Linked DNA regions of Sus scrofa: region 2 is linked to region 1. Evidence: chromatin contacts called from public HiChIP or PLAC-seq data. All regions are on one chromosome and are shown on one strand. Each heading gives the region's core, a stretch centred on a gene start, on an enhancer-like site or on the middle of the called end of the contact. The rest is flanking DNA. Distances are from core to core; before and after follow the strand shown.

What was found. HiChIP or PLAC-seq counts read pairs in DNA pulled down with a chosen protein or histone mark.
Region 2: an H3K27ac HiChIP or PLAC-seq map of skeletal muscle shows a contact between it and region 1. The contact joins the enhancer-like site here to the promoter of LOC100520512 in region 1. A contact is called at or near these places in 8 of 47 Hi-C or Micro-C datasets (alveolar macrophages, differentiating spermatogonia, epiblast stem cells and 2 more) and 1 of 2 datasets of contacts at active chromatin or transcription factors (skeletal muscle).

Annotation. Positions count from the first base shown.
Region 1 is chr12:11,364,244-11,368,381 of Sscrofa11.1, forward strand. LOC100520512 (ATP-binding cassette sub-family A member 8) reads left to right here and starts at 2,491. Exons shown (of 42, transcript XR_002337431.1): 1 at 2,491-2,879. The region is part of intron 35 of ABCA6 (ATP-binding cassette sub-family A member 6); the gene reads left to right.
Region 2 is chr12:11,452,738-11,456,790 of Sscrofa11.1, forward strand. No RefSeq gene overlaps it. Among named protein-coding and RNA genes, the nearest start is that of FAM20A, 150 kb to the right of the region's middle. Within about 2 kb of position 1,699, at least 9 of the 83 cell types and tissues checked have an H3K27ac peak or open chromatin away from gene starts, as enhancers often do. A contact at or near this core is called in skeletal muscle, where this site is marked.

The sequences.
Region 1 (4,138 bases), core at 1,241-3,740:
CAACGAAAGTGCGTGTGAATCATCTTGTTGCGATGGCTCATCTTATGAGTCCACTTGGCTAGGCTGTGGTGCCCAGTTGTTTGGTCAAACACCCATCTCGATGTTGAGAAGGTAATTTTTAGAGGTGATTAACGTTGAAATCATTGGACTTTAAGTAAAACAGACACGCTTTCTACAAGGACGGGCTTCATTCAGTCAAGACCTTGAAAATATAGACTGAGGTTTCCCAAAGAATAAGGAATTCTCTTTAAGAATGTACATAGAACTACTGCCTGCATTTCCAGCCGTTGCCCTGAGAATTCACTCAAGTCTGCATCATCAGCTCCTCCCTGAATTTCCAGTTGGCCAACCTGCTCTACAGATTCAGAAATTGTCAGCCTCACAATCATGTAAGCCAATTCCTCAAATTCTCTTTCACTCTTCCCCCCCCCCCCACCATTGGGTCTGTTTCCGTGGAGAACCCTGACCAATACACCCAAAAAGGTATAAGAACCTCCACCCCCGCCAAGCTCAGCAAACACTCCTTTTGCCACAGGTAGGACGTGCTAAGGCTGTGATTTGCTGCTGCTGCCAGAGGAGGGAGCTGGTCTGCTGCTGTATATCTGGTCTGCTTCTGATTACTGAGGGCTTAAACTCCCCGGGGGTTCACTGCTGCTGTTATCTCCCTCCCAATCCCACCTGCCTCCCATCCCTTTACCTACACACAAACCATACAGGCATCCGCACATGCATAGCGGCAAACAGTAAAAGGCAGAAGTAGCACTTGTATCATATTCTTGGAAATTACTGCTGTTGCTCTCTTAGGGACAGAGTGACAGTCCTGCCAAATGCCGAGGGCATCCACACAGCTCCACCTGCACCCCTGTCACAATAACATCTAAGTCTCTGTGTCAACAAGCTCCACCACAGCCCAGCAGGCTGTCAACTTCTGGAAAAAAATCTTACTCTGCCAGTACATTATCCAGTAATATCTCTCAAACTGTTCATGGTAAGGGGCTATTTCATTTCTAATCTGCAGACCAATATTTTTTAAAAAATAAAAAAAAGTGTACTGTAGGGTCACAGAAATGTTGAATAGTTATAAAAGCATGCACTCACTTTTTTTTTTTTTTTTTAACTGTATTCACTGGCCAGAAACCAGCCATGCCTTGGGCAGTTCTGCCTAAGTGCCTGACATACAGTGGCTGAGGTTGGTGTCTATGGCAACAGACACTCCTCACCAGGGAAGATTATTTAGGAGGCTCTTTACCCTGGTCTGGCTCATACTCTCCTACATCACCACCCCCAGTCCTGCTAGTAAACGAGCCTCCAAAATATTAAATGCTGTTTCTCCCCATCTCCAGTTTCTCCCACCTGAGCACATCCACTTTTCAGGATACCTCTAAAATAATCACTCACATTATTATTTTTTTTTCTTTCTTCTTCTTTTTTTTCTTTCTTTTTTTTTTTTTTTTTTTTTTTGTCTTTTTAGGGCCACACCCTCAGCATATGGAAGTTCCCGAGCTAAGGGTCGAATCAGAGCTGTAGCCACCGGCCTACACCACAGCCACAGCAACGTGGGATCCAAGCCGCATCTGTGGCCTATACCATAGCTCTTGGCAACGCCGGCTCCTTAACCACTGAATGAGGCTAGGGATCAAACTTGAGTCCTCATGTATACTAGTCAGACTTGTTTCTGCTAACTCCTAATCACTCATTTTCTAATTCACACCGTCTTTATTCTCCTAGATCATCAATGACAGGAAGCTAAAGAAGACAGGTCAGCAGAACCTGAGTTTTTACCAGCTAAAGCCCATCCGCATCTCAGTTTCAGAGGGAAGTTCTTCCCATCCCATCCGTATATGCGGCCTTCCCACGGTAACCAGTACCATCCGCTCATGCATCTAGGCAGCTTATGACTGTAGTAAAATGTCTGCTCGTGTGTGTTACAAACAGAGAAGGTGGAACTGAAATTTTATACAGTAATAACCAGGATGACAGGGATTGGGAATTCCACGGAGAGTTAAGGTATGCTGACGTTTCTTTCTTAGCAGCCAAGATGAGAGTAAAAAAATGTCAGGCTTTGATAGAATAAATTATAGCTATGAAGCAATGTCCAAAATGTAAGGATTAAACACTGAAGGAATGACATTTCACTGCTGAAATGTTTCTAAGATGTTTCTTATCAAAATGTTTCTAAGATGCAAAGATTTGGAAGAGGCGGCATCTCTGTACTGTTTTCCACAGTGGCTGCACCAGTTTACTTTCCCTCCCACCAGGCATAAGGATTCCCTTTTCTCCACATTCTCGCAAACACTTGCTGTTCGTTGTCTTTTGGATACCAGCCATTCTGACAGTAGAGAGATGATATCTCATTGTGGTTTTGATCCACCTTTCCCGGACGGGTATTTATCTGAAGAAGACAAAAACATTAATTGGAAAAGACATATGCACCCCTATGTTCACTGAAGAATTATTTGCAAGAGTCAAGACATGGAAGCAACCTAAGTATCCATCCGTAGATGAGCCGAATGGATAAAGAAGATGTGGTACACATATCCAATGGAATCTTACCCAGCCTTAAAAAAGCAATGAAATCTTGCCATTGGTAACAATATGAATGGGCCTGGAGACACTTATGCTCAGTGAAATAAGTTAGAGAAAGACAAATACTGTATAATTTCACTTATATCTGGAATCTCAAAAACAAGACAAATGAACAAACAGAAAGAGTCACAGATGCAGAGAACAAACATTTGGTGGCAGTGGGAAGGAGGAGCGGGAGAAGGAAAGAAGAGGTGAGGGAGACGAAGAGGGACAAACTCCCGCCGACATTTCCTGGCAAGGTCTTGGTTTCATGGCCATACCTGACTGCAGAGACACTGGGAAATGGACTGTAGGTAAGTGCTTAGGAAAGTAAATGGGGGGAAAGAAACCTATAAACACTGAAGAAATACCGTTAAGTGATGAGCTCATAATGTCAACCACAGAGGGTAAAGTTGCAGAGGAGCCAGGATAATTCTTAAAGGAAAGGATAAAGGAATCATTTACCAAGTCTTATGAAGCTCTGTAATTAAGTCAGTATGGAAGGGATATGCAAAGAAACCAGTAGTAAGAACAGAAAGCCAGAAAATGAGAATGAAGCCCCCGAGAAAGAATCCATGAGAAAAGAGCTATTACGTAAATGGTGTTGTGACAATTAGCTTGACAAATGTTAAGGAAAAATTTAGATCACTGCTTTGTGCCTTATACGAAAAGGAACTGTAGGTGAGCTGAAGACATAATGTGACACATACTTTAGGAGTCATAGAGGAAAATATAGGAGAGTGTATTTTGACGTCCCGAAAGGAAAGTGATTCTAAAACAGGATACACCCACGGAGTTCCCTGGTGGGCCATCAGTTAAGGATTTGGTGTTGTCACTGCTGTGGCCTGGGTTCAATCCCTGGCCCGGGAACTTCGGCGTGCTGCAGGGCAAGGCCCCCCAAAACCAGGACACACACACACACACACAATCATAGAGCAAAAATTATGGTGTTTCATTATAGCAACATTAAAACTTCCATACAACAAAGGAAAAGATAACGATAAGATTAAGAAAATTAAACAGTTAGCAAATGTAGGTTAAGTTCCATGAGGCTAGGGACTCTAGTTACCTTGCTGCTCCCTCTGGAAAATCTCTTTATGCAATGTCTGTGACATAGGAGGAATAAAAAAATAATAACGCGGTGTGAATGAAGCCACGTGCTGAACAATTAAGGTGCTTTATTCTGACAAAGATGAAGAAGTTTGATCACAAGACCTCAACCACAAAGGCAAGATCTAACAAGTCTGGGATATTTCATTTTTCAACACAGTAGATGTCCTATCTTTGTATAAACCTGATTTGGGGTATTCCTGCTCAGAATGAATGCTTTCCCCTTTGCTAGGTTATTACCGAGCCTACTACAAAGAGAAGGATGTTGTGGAAATATTCAGAGGCTGCAGGCTCTGAGAATGAACGTTTCTCTGCAGGTGCTACTAAAAGGGAGCAGCGGAGGGGCCCCCCTGGCCTTCCTGTAATGCTGTGGCCCAAGGTGATGGTGGAGGAGCACCTGAAAGGGCCGAGGAAAGCGGCCTCCGACCCGCAGAGAAGCCACACCTGTTCTCTACCTAAGGGG
Region 2 (4,053 bases), core at 449-2,948, 88 kb after region 1:
TTGCTTTCTCTCTTCCCTCCTTCCCCTCAGCTGATTGACTCTACTCCTAAATTACACCCCCAGTCCATCCACTTCTTTCCATCTACAGATGTCACCAGAGCCCAAGCACTGTCTCTCATCCAGATTTCTGCATCAGCCTCCCCTGGGTTGCTCCTGTACCACTCGTACACCCTGTGTTTCATGCTCCGTGTGGCAGCCACAGTCCTATCACGTCCTCCAGCATCCTTTGCAAATCCTACCATTGCATGAAAAGAAAATTCAAACTCCCTGTGCTGTGCAGGCTCACAGATCCTTATGTGATGCGGCCTCTGCCCATCTCTCGAGACGCCAGCCACATGGATCTTCTTTCTGTTTCTTAAATGCACTAAGATTGCTTCTACCATAGGATCTTTTCATCCGCATTCCCTCTGCCAACAACTTTCTTCCCCCAGACATTCATCTGCTTGGCTCCCGATTATCCTTCAGGTCTTGGCTTAAATGTCTCCTCTTCAAAAATATCACCGTGACCACCCAGTCAGAAGTAGCTCCCCATCCCTCTCTTTGCCCTGCCTGTTCTTCTCCAGTTTTCTAGTTTATTCGTTTATTTGTGCATGCCTCGTCTCCCCCTAATTAAAGGCGGTCTTCTTGAGAGCAGAGGTCTTGTCTGTCTTGTTACCCATAGTTTTCCCCTGGACTGGAACAGTCTTTGTCTCATAATGGCAACCAGCTAACAGTTACTGAATTAATTAACTAACTAAATACAACCCCTGCTTCTCTTTGTTCTAACACTTACTACTGTGTCATATTTTTTCTCTGTTGAGACGATCACTTCTTGAGGTATAGGAGATGAAAAGTAATTTTCTCCCTGCCCTTGTAGTAATAAAGGACATATTTAACAGGAGAAAAACAAACAGAAGTGTAATAATGCATATGTACATGGGAGATACCCAGGAAAACTGAGTGCAAGCATAATTACATAATACACCAATGGTAGCAGATTCAAGTAACTGACTCTTGGTTCTTTCTGGTAGTGAGCGTCAAGTTTGAAGCAAAGACTTCAGCAGTAGGTTTCCTTGAATGTAGGTCCCACAGGACGGGTAGGAATACGCAAAAGTCACCAAGGGGAAAGTATGAAAAGCAGGTGGAGAGGTAGGGAGGCATGAGAACACCTAAACCAATTCCCAGTCCAATTTGGAGAAGTCCAAGACCGACAAACTGTAAGATCATTATTTCAACTGCCTAGAGAATCAGAGGATGGGGGATGGGGGGGTGGACACCAAAAAAACTTCCCAGAGCCCCTACTTTTCAGAACTGTCACCCGAACCATTTTTATATAATGCGTATGGCCGTGGTTTGTGGCCATTCAATGTGAGAGGCTATTGAACTTATTGCAAAATGCAAACTGCAGCTGCTGAGCGTTTAGTTGTAGCTGTCTAAGCAATGTCACATCCAGTTCCTGCTCGTTGTACAGTCTGTGGGTTCCTTTGTAAATGACCTTATCCTTTCTTTCCTCTGACAACAGATTTTGAATAGCAGAGATCCTTAAAAACAAATACAGGGAGATTGCTATTTCCAGATAAACACAGATTTCTGACACTCTATGCTGCATATCTACTATATTTAAAAAAAGAGAGAGAGAGAGACGTTATGAAGAAGACATGCTCTGTGTTTCCCAAAGTCGAAGAGCGCAGCTCCTTTAAGAAATCCCCGCAGGGCAAAGGACAGAGAGAAGGCGGACCTGAGTTCTGTGATGACAAGGGTGGTGCTGTTGGGGAGAAAGAATTTTCCTCTACCCTTCAAAGTCTTTCAGCTGGTCTGATAAATTGATGTGAGACAGATCAACAGGAGAAAAACAAGTTTAATTGTATTCGTATGAGAATTTCACGTACATGAGAGGTTCAAAGACAGAGGGTAAAAGAAGGGAGAGACGCCTTCCTGAGCTAAGGAATGGGGGTGCGGGGCTTCGAAGGGGGGCAGGGCAAGGCTCAGGATGACTGAGGAAGAGCCGATGTTGGATGATTAGATTTGCCCTGCCACACAGGAGGGTCTTTCTCGGAAAAAAAAATCTCTGGTAATTATTCTCATCCCGGAAAGACCCTCTTTTTAAATTCTTCTAGGCAGTTGAGGGAGGAGCAGACATGTCTCTTGAGACCACAGGGTCTCGGTTGCCTTCCGCTCAAGATATTCCGCGTGCCAAGGAGGCATGTTTCAGGGAGCTTTGTCCTGAACCCCTTCAAGGGGATCACTGGCTTCCTTCCCATGCATCCCTTCTCCTGGGATTTTTGTAAGAATCAGATGCAGAAAGCATAACGTGGGTTATTCATTAGATTTCACTTCCCCCATATAGTGAACATGCCTCTTAGCTTAAACATACAAGGATTTTTTTTCAGTTGCACCTGCAGCATATGGAAGTTCCTGGGCTAGGGGCTGAATCCAAGCTGCAGCTGCAGCCTATGCCACAACCATGGCAACACCGGATCCAAGCCACTTCTGCACCCAGCTTGTGGTAACGCTGAATCCTTAACCCACTGTGCTAGGCTAGGGATTGAACCCACATCCTCATGGAAGCAAGATTGGGTCTTTAACCCTCTGAGCTACAATGGATGCTCTTCAAATGTACAGGGATTTTAAAAGAAAATAGCTAAATTACTGCATATTTTCATTTATTATTCATTTAATCTCATCTTGATTAAAGGGGTTTTTTTTTACAATAAAAATAAAGTAGAACCAGACTATTAGGACATGGATGAAAGAACAGAAGAACGAAAACAAAAACAATACCAAAAAGACACATGATCGAGAAGAGGAAAAACATGGATAAAAATTTAGGGACGTGTAAAATGATACACCATTTATGAGAATGACTTTAAAAGAGAATGAAATTATTTTTCATGATTAAAATGACCACAGCTGTATCTCAAAGGAATTAGTCCAATCTGGCCAGCCAGATTTCACAATAAACGAACACTTGACAATACTGCAGCTGCAGAAGCCCTCTGGGAAAGAGAGTGAGCTATCTATCAGTTCAGAATATTTCACAAAACAAAGGAGAAAGAAAAAAAATAGCCTCCACAGGTAATAAAACAATAACTCCTTAACGGTGACATTCTATTAAGAAAAACTTACTTTCTATAAAATGCATAAACACTCACGTACGAAAACTGAAATCACATAAAAATTCATCTGTCTTGTTTCACGAACCCAAGAGATACTGGATGATGACTTCCAGGAAAAACATCATGGAGCAATCAGATGTCTCACCTTCATAGAAAACAAGTATAAAACTGGACAGAATTGCAAAAAACAACCATTTCAAGGTGCTGAAAAATGGCCAAGAGAAAACAACAAATTGTGAAGATTTTCCTCATTAAGAATTGTTCCTGGGAGTTCCCTTGTGGCTCAGCAGGTTAAGAACCCAGCATAGTGTCTGTGGGGATGCAGGTTCCGATACCTGGTCTCGTTCAGTGGGTTAAGGCTCTGGTGTTGCCACCAGCTGCAGTGAAGGTTACACATGAGGCTCAGACCCCAAGTTGCTGTGGCTGTGGCTGTGGCTGATTCAACCCCTAACCCAGGAACTCTTCATATGTCACAGGATTGGCCACAAAAAGACCAAAAAAAGTGTTCCTGTATCTGGTAGAACAGTGATGCGTAGGGCGGCATCCTTGCCTGGAAGTGTTTCTGTCCCTTCCACACATACTCCGGCAGCAGAACCCACTACATTTCCTGAGAAAGGAGGTGGTGAGCTCAGTTCGGAGTTGCCAGCAAAGACCTGCAACTCTGTTAAGAGCAGAGAACTCAGTTCAGGGCAGCTAGAAATTTAATGGAGAGATCCTAGAAGTTAGCAAGTCTCAGAAATATCAAGAAAACAAACGCCTCACAGATGGGCAAGACTGTCTGCAGACCTCCAAATGTCATGAAAACCTGGCCAAAACTTGAAAGCTAAGGGAGATTTGAGAACTTGCTAGGTCTCAGGATGAGTTCTTCAACTCTGCGTTCCTCAGGCAGAAGGAGGAAAGCTTACAGGCTCTGAGGGTCTAGGGCACAGTCTCTGCCCAAGTCATCATCTGATCTCTT